Linked DNA regions of Mus musculus: region 1 is linked to region 2. Evidence: chromatin contacts called from public HiChIP or PLAC-seq data. All regions are on one chromosome and are shown on one strand. The core of a region is the stretch at or near the end of the contact, and the rest is flanking DNA. Distances in the headings are between cores, read along the strand shown. Region 1 has its middle 25 kb from the start of Tmem150c. Region 2 overlaps Rasgef1b (RasGEF domain family, member 1B).

Evidence for each region. HiChIP or PLAC-seq counts read pairs in DNA pulled down with a chosen protein or histone mark.
Region 1: a FOXA1 HiChIP or PLAC-seq map of pancreatic cancer cells shows a contact between it and region 2. The contact joins two enhancer-like sites. A contact is called at or near these places in 1 of 15 datasets of contacts at CTCF or cohesin (large pre-B cells) and 3 of 115 datasets of contacts at active chromatin or transcription factors (astrocytes, microglia and pancreatic cancer cells).

What each region holds. Positions count from the first base shown.
Region 1 is chr5:100,182,321-100,187,181 of GRCm38.p6, reverse strand. No RefSeq gene overlaps it. Among named protein-coding and RNA genes, the nearest start is that of Tmem150c, 25 kb to the right of the region's middle. Within about 2 kb of position 1,976, at least 13 of the 459 cell types and tissues checked have an H3K27ac peak or open chromatin away from gene starts, as enhancers often do. A contact at or near this core is called in pancreatic cancer cells, where this site is marked.
Region 2 is chr5:99,235,475-99,240,861 of GRCm38.p6, reverse strand. It overlaps Rasgef1b (RasGEF domain family, member 1B), which reads left to right. Exons shown (of 14, transcript NM_181318.4): 4 at 1-39. Among named protein-coding and RNA genes, the nearest start is that of Rasgef1b, 15 kb to the left of the region's middle. Within about 2 kb of position 3,796, at least 25 of the 459 cell types and tissues checked have an H3K27ac peak or open chromatin away from gene starts, as enhancers often do. A contact at or near this core is called in pancreatic cancer cells, where this site is marked.

The DNA of each region.
Region 1 (4,861 bases), core at 727-3,226, 950 kb before region 2:
TGTCAGTGGAAGGTGAACTTGGTAGTTCCCAGGACAGTGACATTGTGGAGGCTCCTTAACAATGGGCCAAAGCAGCCATGTGATTTGCTGCTCTCCCTCTACCATGGGTCAAGTCTGTTGATTCTACTCCATAATCTAATTTGAAACTTGAATCTCCTCACTATCACCCACAAAATTCAACCCACACTACCTTCTTGGTCACAGAATGTCCAGTCAGTTAGGTCCTCAGCTCTCCTGTAAAGAGATCGACTGGCTGTTGTCTGTCTCACGTCTCCCTTCTCTCCCTTTGCTAAATACAACAAGGAGGTCCCAGACTCCTGCTCCAGCCACTCTGGGGCCAGATCCAAGACTGATGAACGAGGGTTTTCTCCTTTAGGAATTTAGAATTAGGACTCAAAGACACCAACAAGCTGTTGAAGTGCTGGGTCTGAAGACCGGGGAACCGGAGGCCGTTTGAGGGAGGCCAAGTAAACAGAGAAAGCAGAGTTTATCTAGAGCACGATAGTACAGATGAGATCCAGACAGAGGGCATTCACCTAGAAGGAGAGGAGATGGAGAGAGAAGAGAGGCCCCAGGAGAGAAGGGGGGAGGGGGAGAGGGAGGGAAAGGAGGGGGAGATTGGCTTAGTTACCTGGTTTCACAATATCACTCCTTCTAGCTCCCAGATGTTCCTTCCTTGGGTTCAAATCATTTCCCTACAACCTTGTCACGCTCCCACCTGCCTTCCAGACAGTTTAAAGCCATTCCTATTTTTTGTACCAAGCATGCCCTCATTAACAATCTATGGTATTTATTCCATGTTCTGTCTTACACTAATTGTATTATACTGTAGCTGCTGCCTCCGGGTCTCTCTCTCTCTCTCTCTCTCCTGGCTGCCTTTGAACTTCCTTAAGGGTTGAAAGTTTGTCTGCTATCTTTTGAATTCCGGTGCTCAGGAGAGTGACAGCCATACCTCAGCTAACTATCTAGAAAGTACTTTTCTAGTTAGAGGTCAACCCTTTCACATCCTGTATCGATCCCAGCTTAGTATGACTGTGTTTCACATTGAGTTTTGACAACATGAACATCAAACACAAGTGATTGCTTCTGATTGGCCAGAGTCCCTGAGTGGTGCAGTCGGAGCTGGTAAAGTCGGATTCCTGGGGTGGGAGGGGCCATGGGAGGTCACTGCGGTCTGGAAACAGGGAGGGCATCAGATTATCATGGAGCATTCGCCATTTGATTTTATTTAAAAATAGATAACTTCACATACACGAAATGTGTAGCAACAGTAGTGCAAAGATTAAACAAACAAACATGCAATGCATGTTCCTACAGTAGGGCAAGTGTCTAAAGCCCCAGATAGTTCATATTCATATGCATTCATATAACTTACAGGGTGGGAGTATTCCTTCTGCTAAAAATGTATTTCATGAAACAACTAGAGGTTTCTTTCTGCTCGTGTCTGGATTTCCTAAGTTTTAATAATAGCTCTGTGATATCTCAGCTAATTAGATATGCATTAGATTCTTGAATTTTCCTATGATTGCTTTGGTCCTCCCTCCCCCTTCCTCCCCTCTCCTCCCTCTTCCTCTCTCCCTTCTTCCTCCCTCCCTTCTTCCATCCCTCCTCCCTTCCCTTTCCCTCTCTCCACTGTTCCTCCATTTTCTCTCTCCCTCTCTTTCTCCTTTCCATCCATTGTTGATGTGGTTTCTTTGGAAAACATCACATGAATTCTTCTCTTCTTTTAGTTTGATTCTTTTAGAATAAATCTACCCAGATCCACATTACTGTCATAGGGCTGAGCTTTTGTTCAACAACAAAGTTCACTGAGGATGTAGTACGCTGGCTGCTAAGCAGGACAATGGTGTGATCCTGCCTCTCAGCCAGTTCCCTTGCTGCCTCTTCCCTTCTGGCTTGCCAAAGGGTGCCATGCAGGCTACAGTGGGGGAACTGGCATCAAAGGGCTTACTCAGCTGTGGTCCCTGCATGCTACAGTACTGACTGGACAGGAAGTGTCCCTGGAGCAGTAGTGGAAAGTCTGTTATGAGGGTAGTTAACTGCTGCTGTCTACCCGAGCTGAGGCCTCTGCCTCAGGATACAATCCGTGTGTGGTACTGCAAACCTGGTCAAAAGCTGGTGACTGGGATGAAGCCATGGGCATTACTAAATACTAAAAATGCTGCTATTGTTCTGCTAAATGGGTATAATGTGCCCATCAAATTGTAATCTAAATAATTATGTTTATTTCCATGCTATTATTAGCTTTGGTCAGAGACAGTCCTTTTGGCAGTGGACAGTAGTAACTGCAGAGATTTATAACTGATCAAAGTGGTGAAATTAAGAGACTGTTGCACACTCAGCCGTGGATGGAAGACTCTGAACTACCCCTCCTAGGCTCAGCCATGGATGGGAGGTTCTGCACTACCCCCTCCTAGGCTCAGCAGATAAATTAGAATATGCCATGGCAAAGTGCTATCCCATAGGGAAGAACAAATAGCTGTGAAGCCAGACTCCTTTGTCTTGGAGCTGGCTTTACATGCTATATTTCTTACCAAAGGATGCCATGTTCTCTGTCCACACCAACACTGACCCGGTGACATTAACCAGGAGATCCAAAGGAAAGAATTTGTGATTCTTCTAGTATTACTAGTAATAAAGACCATCCCTTTGCTGAGGACTTACTCTCTGGATTGTATGATGTAATACAATGTAACCCTCTCAGTGATCCTGTGAGCTGGTTGGTTACTTTTATATACAATGTAACCCTCTCAGTGATCCTGTGAGCTGGTTGGTTACTTTTATATACAATGTAACCCTCTCAGTGACACTGCGAGCTGGTTGGTTACTTTTATATACAATGTAACCCTCTCAGTGATCCTGTGAGCTGGTTGGTTACTTTTATATACAATGTAACCCTCTCAGTGATCCTGTGAGCTGGTTGGTTCCTTTTATATACAATGTAACCCTCTCAGTGATCCTGTGAGCTGGTTGGTTATTTTTATGTACAATGTAACCATCTCAGTGATCCTGTGAGCTGGTTGGTTACTTTTATATACAATGTAACCCTCTCAGTGATCCTGTGAGCTGGTTGGTTCCTTTTATATACAATGTAACCCTCTCAGTGATCCTGTGAGCTGGTTATTTTTATATACAATGTAACCCTCTCAGTGATCCTGTGAGCTGGTTATTTTTATATACAATGTAACCCTCTCAGTGATCCTGTGAGCTGGTTGGTTACTTTTATATACAATGTAACCCTCTCAGTGATCCTGTGAGCTGGTTGGTTACTTTTATATACAATGTAACCCTCTCAGTGATCCTGTGAGCTGGTTACTTTTATATACAATGTAACCCTCTCAGTGACACTGCGAGCTGGTTGGTTCCTTTTATATACAATGTAACCCTCTCAGTGATCCTGTGAGCTGGTTGGTTATTTTTATATACAATGTAACCCTCTCAGTGACACTGCGAGCTGGTTGGTTACTTTTATATACAATGTAACCCTCTCAGTGATCCTGTGAGCTGGTTACTTTTATATACAATGTAACCCTCTCAGTGATCCTGTGAGCTGGTTATTTTTATATACAATGTAACCCTCTCAGTGACACTGTGAGCTGGTTGGTTACTTTTATATACAATGTAACCCTCTCAGTGATCCTGTGAGCTGGTTGGTTCCTTTTATATACAATGTAACCCTCTCAGTGATCCTGTGAGCTGGTTGGTTACTTTTATATACAATGTAACCCTCTCAGTGACACTGCGAGCTGGTTGGTTACTTTTATATACAATGTAACCCTCTCAGTGATCCTGTGAGCTGGTTATTTTTATATACAATGTAACCCTCTCAGTGATCCTGTGAGCTGGTTGGTTACTTTTATATACAATGTAACCCTCTCAGTGATCCTGTGAGCTGGTTGGTTACTTTTATATACAATGTAACCCTCTCAGTGATCCTGTGAGCTGGTTACTTTTATATACAATGTAACCCTCTCAGTGATCCTGTGAGCTGGTTACTTTTATATACAATGTAACCCTCTCAGTGATCCTGTGAGCTGGTTGGTTACTTTTATATACAATGTAACCCTCTCAGTGATCCTGTGAGCTGGTTATTTTTATATACAATGTAACCCTCTCAGTGACACTGTGAGCTGGTTGGTTACTTTTATATACAATGTAACCCTCTCAGTGATCCTGTGAGCTGGTTGGTTCCTTTTATATACAATGTAACCCTCTCAGTGACACTGTGAGCTGGTTGGTTACTTTTATATACAATGTAACCCTCTCAGTGATCCTGTGAGCTGGTTGGTTACTTTTATATACAATGTAACCCTCTCAGTGACACTGTGAGCTGGTTGGTTACTTTTATATACAATGTAACCCTCTCAGTGATCCTGTGAGCTGGTTGGTTCCTTTTATATACAATGTAACCCTCTCAGTGACACTGTGAGCTGGTTGGTTACTTTTATATACAATGTAACCCTCTCAGTGACACTGCGAGCTGGTTGGTTACTTTTATATACAATGTAACCCTCTCAGTGACACTGTGAGCTGGTTGGTTCCTTTTATATACAATGTAACCCTCTCAGTGACACTGCGAGCTGGCTACTTTTATGTAACTCTCTCAATGGTGCTGTAATCTGGTCACTTTTATATACAATGTAGCCCTTTCAGTGATCACGTGAGGTGGTTACTAACCTCACTGTTTCTCACAACAGAGCCTCAAAGATGTGAAAATAACTTGCCAGCTTCAAAAGTTAAAAAAAAATGAAGGGAGAAGCTGGGTAACATTTGTAACTCAATATTTGGGAAGCTGAGGCAGGAGGATTATGAGTTCAAAACTAGTCTGAGTTACACAGAAATTCTGCAGGCAGGCTTGGTA
Region 2 (5,387 bases), core at 2,547-5,046:
CTCAAGGACCTGGCGCACAGGATGGCCAGTGGCGAGGAGGTTGGTCACCGAAAGCCATTGGCACTTCCAGATGAAGCCTAGGAGGGACCTGGGTTGGATTGCCACAGAACTTGGCAGTGGTTTTTGTGTGTGTGTGTGTGTGTGTGTGTGTGTGTTGACTTTGGACAGCCCTCTACATAGCCTACCTTGGCCTTTTGGCAGGTTGGGTGGGGAATAACTACCCCAGTCCACTTCACATGAGTGTGACCTACAGTTCTATGGGGTTACTTGAGGGCAGTGTTGGTGCTAACTCAGGATGTCAGGTGTGGTTTGATTTCATTGCACCTCAGTCTGTCTTCTGCAAAGGTTTGACCCAGCTCACATATTAATCTCTGTGTCTGCCCACACTTAAGGTAGATACAGCTAAATAGCGTGTTAATAACTCTTAATTAGAAATAGACAGTCCCAGGCCGTGGAGGGGAAAGCACTTATGCTAGTGTTTAGTATGAGTGTAGCTGGCAAGGATGGCTGTGGCTTGTAAATACGGAATCAAAGGGAAATACAGCTGTTTACAGATAGTCAGGGGGAGAGAAAGAAACATACTAATTATTCTAGGCATTAAGTGAAAAACTTAGAAATTTGGGGCCAGTAGAACATTTGCCAGACAGACATAAGTGTGATGATGTACAGGAGAAACAGTAAGCAAAGCGTTCCGTGGAGGGATTTCGTGTCGGAGGCTTAACATGCCTTTTACAGTGTTCACCGTGAACTCTTCTTGATAAAAGAGAGAGGGTGCACTGTTGTATAATTAGCAAAGGTGACTCCTGGGGCTGGGGGTGGCCTGCAGGAGACAATCCAAGGATTCTGGTGCCGGAAGTTGCTTCAAGGGTAGGACCCAGAATAAGTGGAGATTCAAAGTCTCTTAGGTCATGCTTCATAAATATCACTTACCTCAGCTGAGCCTTTGATAGGCAGGTGCTAACCGGCTTCAATAGAGTCGAGGTTATTTGAAGCAGGCCCGGAGGGCTAACTTTGTGTGTTAAAGCTTGTTGGGCAAGGGATAGCTTTGTAGTTTCCGTGTGGCTGATAAGTTTCTGGGAACAAGTTTGGCACGGATGTAACGCTGTCACCTAGAAAGAGGCACCTGGCAGTGAGTGAGCGATGTCCCATTTGTGGAGAGATGCACTGGGCCTCCGTGTCAGCTCTCTGGAGAAGTGGTTCCCTCAGCTCTGTGCTGCAGAGATAACACCTCAAGACACCTGACCTGACCCGTGTCACTGTGTCTTACTGCCATTCTCCTATCCTAAGATCCATGACAGGAGGCAAAACCAGCTCTTCTGAGCACTTAGCTCTCTCATATGGTTTTAACCCAAGACTTAATGCTTTCAAGCTTCTTTCCTGGCGCCGTGAGGAACGCCCCGCTGGCTGTGGCTCTTCTGATCCGTTTGCCTGTCTTAGGTTCTTCCTGCTGAGAATGAACCGATGCAGATGGACACCCACAAAGGTGAATGTCCAACAGTGCAGTTTGCCGGGAGCGTTCTGTTAGGGATGGCAGCTGCTGGCTGCTCGGCAGGGCCTAGGTTGGCTCAGTGGCTTTGGCTTATGACAAACTGGTCAAAGGATGAGTGCCATCCCAGGGCTGTATCTTCTCTGAAGCTAAGATCTGAGTCACAGTCAATTTTTCAGTTTGGTTCAATTATACGGAGCTATCCATGCTGCCGGCCGATCTCTTCTCTGTTGCTTCTCAGAGATAGGAACTAGAAATTGCTTCTAAACTTGTTTCTTCCCATAAAAGAAATACATGGTTATTATTATTATATTTAAAGATCTATTTTAGTTATTTTATGTCTGTGAGTACACTGTTGCTCTCTTCAGACACACCAGAAGAGGGCCTCAGATTCCATACAGATGGTTGTGAACCACGATGTGGTTGCTGGGAATTGAAGTCAGGACCTCTGAAGGAGCAGTCGGTGCTCTTAACTGCTGAGCTATACTTCTAGACTTTATTATTATTATTATTATTATTATTATTATTATTAATTTTAAAGATAAAATGCAGTGATTTGAAAATGCCAAATTGATGGCTTTTGGTCTTTCTTATGGAAATAAAAACCATAGTGTTTCTTTTCATTTGTTTACTGAGATCTGGTCTTTATCCACAAGGTCACAGCTTCAGGAATTGGGGGAAATGGAGGAAAGGGACAGACATCCTCTGACCCCAACTTCTCATTGATGTTGATACGCTTGTGTTAACAGCATGGAGAGGTCAGCTGGCTCATTAGTAGGTAAACAGGATTTACTGGGGAGTACACTGAACGCATGTACATGGAGGACATGCCTGCCTTCACTGGCCAGGGCTTCAGGATAGCTGCCATTTCTTGGCTGCTTTTATCCAGAATTTAGGAATTGGCTCCACACATAACAGTTGCTTGATTTGGGTGTGTTCTGGCTAGTCCTCTAAATTCCTAGTTCCCTTCTCATTCCATAAATCATGGCGCTAAGTGCCTTGTGCTAATGTGTTAAAGGCCCTTGCTGCACTTAACAGTCTTGGCAGTCTCCCTGCTATCGAGTACCTAAATTTCTCTTCTCAGAGAGACCTCCCACGACTCCAAGTCACAGACCCTCCCATTTTTGACTTATACCTTTTGTTTCCTGGCACTCTAGGGCTTGTAGTTCATTGTTTGTTGTTCCATTGGACTCTAGTCACTTTGTTCACGATGGTTTCTTTAACTCCTATTTAATGCTGGGCATGTACTTGGTTCCCAGTATATTTGAATGGATGGATGGATGGTGGATGGACGGACGGATGGATGGATGGTGGATAGATGGATGTTGGATGGATGGATGTATGTTCGATGGATGGATGGATGGATGGATTGATGGTGGATGGATGGATGGATGGATGGATGGATGGATGGTGGATAGATGGATGTTGGATGGATGGATGTATGTTCGATGGATGGATGGATGGATGGATGGTGGATGGATGGATGGATGGATGGATGGTGGATGGATGGTGGATGGACAGATGACTGAATGAACAAGCAAGTCAATTATGAGAATGGGGAAACATTATTCCTCCCAGTTGAAGAATCCTTGGTTTGAATTGGGACCTGTTGCTTCTTGCCTCTGACTTCAGGGGATATTTTCTTTTTGGCAATCGGTGAGTCCAGGTGTGCCCTGTGTATAATTTAGTCAGGTTCTTTAGGATCTGCTAGGACAGTTCCACATAATTTGACTTAATGTGCTTCTCCCCTGGGGATTTGCCCCAGATGAAGTGGTTTTATTAGGGCTCGCCTGAAAGACACACAAAATAAAACTAATGATTGAATTTCATGACAAACGACCGGAGTGGGCGGCATGCAATTTCCCTTCCTTAAGGGGCTGGCCTTTGTAATAAGGACTTCAGCCTTTATTTGCCAGGTAATTACTGTCGCTGGCAACTGAAGTTATAAAGAAGAATAAGTACATATTTAGCAATTCATGACTCAGTGAGGAGGCATGCTTAACTTCACAGGACCTGATTTCTCAAACAGCATCAGACGAAAGCAGGAAGCTTTGAAAGGGGTCACAGTACCCCCTCTCCCTCCCTCCCTCTCCCTCCACACAGATTTCAATACTTCCGTTGTGTACTTTTTTGTGTTATATCTTGCTGTTGGTTTTTGTTCACTGTGACTTGCAGTTCCCCCACCCTCTTTCCAAACATGACATTTTTCAGAGGAGAACACAAATCTTTCACCTGATAAGCCTTTCAGGAGAGCTCCGCTTCCTACCCATTGCTGCCTGCCAGAATCATCTGAGGTGGATCTGCAGTGTGCTGCGCAGACTGTGCCTCATCCCAGTTCAGGCAGAAACCTGCCCCAAGCTGCAGCCCATCCTGCTCAGCCCACTGGGATTTTTGGTTTTGTTTGGTTTGTTTGTTTGTTTTGCTGGGACCTTCAGGTGGTGACCGGTAGAAAAGTGGCCATTCCCACCAAAAGTCTCTTGAGTTAGGGACCCTGAGAAGGTCGAGAGAGGCGAGGTGTGAGATATAGACTATCTTGTGTGGGATGTAAAATGACGCACATTTTAAAGATGAGTGTTTTGCTTTCCCAAGTGGAAAGGAACTTTTCTACACATGCTCCTTACATTAGTATCCAGGAAAGAGCACTGGGCTGACTTTTGCTTTATTTACAATAAATCGAGTAGTGTAGGAATCTGTTCTGACTATCGAGTAAGAACATTTACACAGTAAACATGCCAGCCCCACTCCTGTGAACAGCAGTTAGTGATGCCAGCTTTGTGTGTACCTTGCTCCTTGGCTCAGATGTACTCAGGCATGGCTGAGCTCACCCATAGGAATGGTGGGCTTAGAGAATTCAGTTTGGGTTTTGTTTTTGTACTCTTTAACTCTTCTCAGAAAAATTTGACCGAGATGTCCCTTATCTACCCCAAAATACACTTTTTATGTCAGTAACGGCAGTTGTGGCCTACGCTTGTAACTAGTTTTTGTTGCTGTTGTTTTGTGTGCGTTGGCATTGGGCTTTCCTGTGTATCTGTGTGATGGTTTTGGGACTCCTGGAGCTGGAGCTACAGACAGCGGTGGAGCCTCCATGTGGGTGCTGGGAATTGAACCCAGGTCCTCTGGAAGAGCTCTAACCACTGAGCCATCTCTCCAGCCTCTGTAAATAAGTTGTAATGACTGCAAAAAATGTAACATGTTTTCTACTCGGGGTGCCACATGATGTAGCTAACGTGTCTAAAGGAGAGTCATATATTGGGAACTGTTGCATAGCTTTAAGAAGCAGTAGGAACACGCATGTAGACATTTATAAGGACGTTTGGTAGAGAAGATCAAAGTACACATCACAAGTCAGTTCTGGTGTATCTCAGTGTTGCTAGAGAAGGTGAGCTTGGGCTGGGTATAACGTAGCCCAGTACTTGCGTTTGACTCGTTTGGATGTCAAGGGAAGACATATTTTTCTTTGAGTGATAAATACAAATTAACAACCTCCAACCTTAATCCTCAGTGGGACCTAGATTGTTTGAAGTTTTGTTTGTTTGCTTTTTCCTTTGGGGGGGGGGGTGTTGTTTATTTGTTTGAGACTGGTTCTCATGTATCTCTGGCTGGTATCAAATTCGAAAAAAAAATATATCTTTTAGGCTTACAATTTTCAAATTTCGAAATGTTGGCAGATGCTACTGGGCACCTTTTAAAAAGCCATTGAGGAGTAAGCATAGGCTTGCCCGCATCTGTAGGCTCCCTGGGTCTGTCCTCCTGTGGAGCTATCTGCCTAAGTGCCCAGCTGGCATTGAGTCAGTCTGCACGGCTCTTGCCAACATGAGCATCATAATTTACCTCGAAGGATGGTTGGCTGTTAGCAGTTGGAGGATAGAAAAGAAAGACCAGAATAACTCCATATCAAATA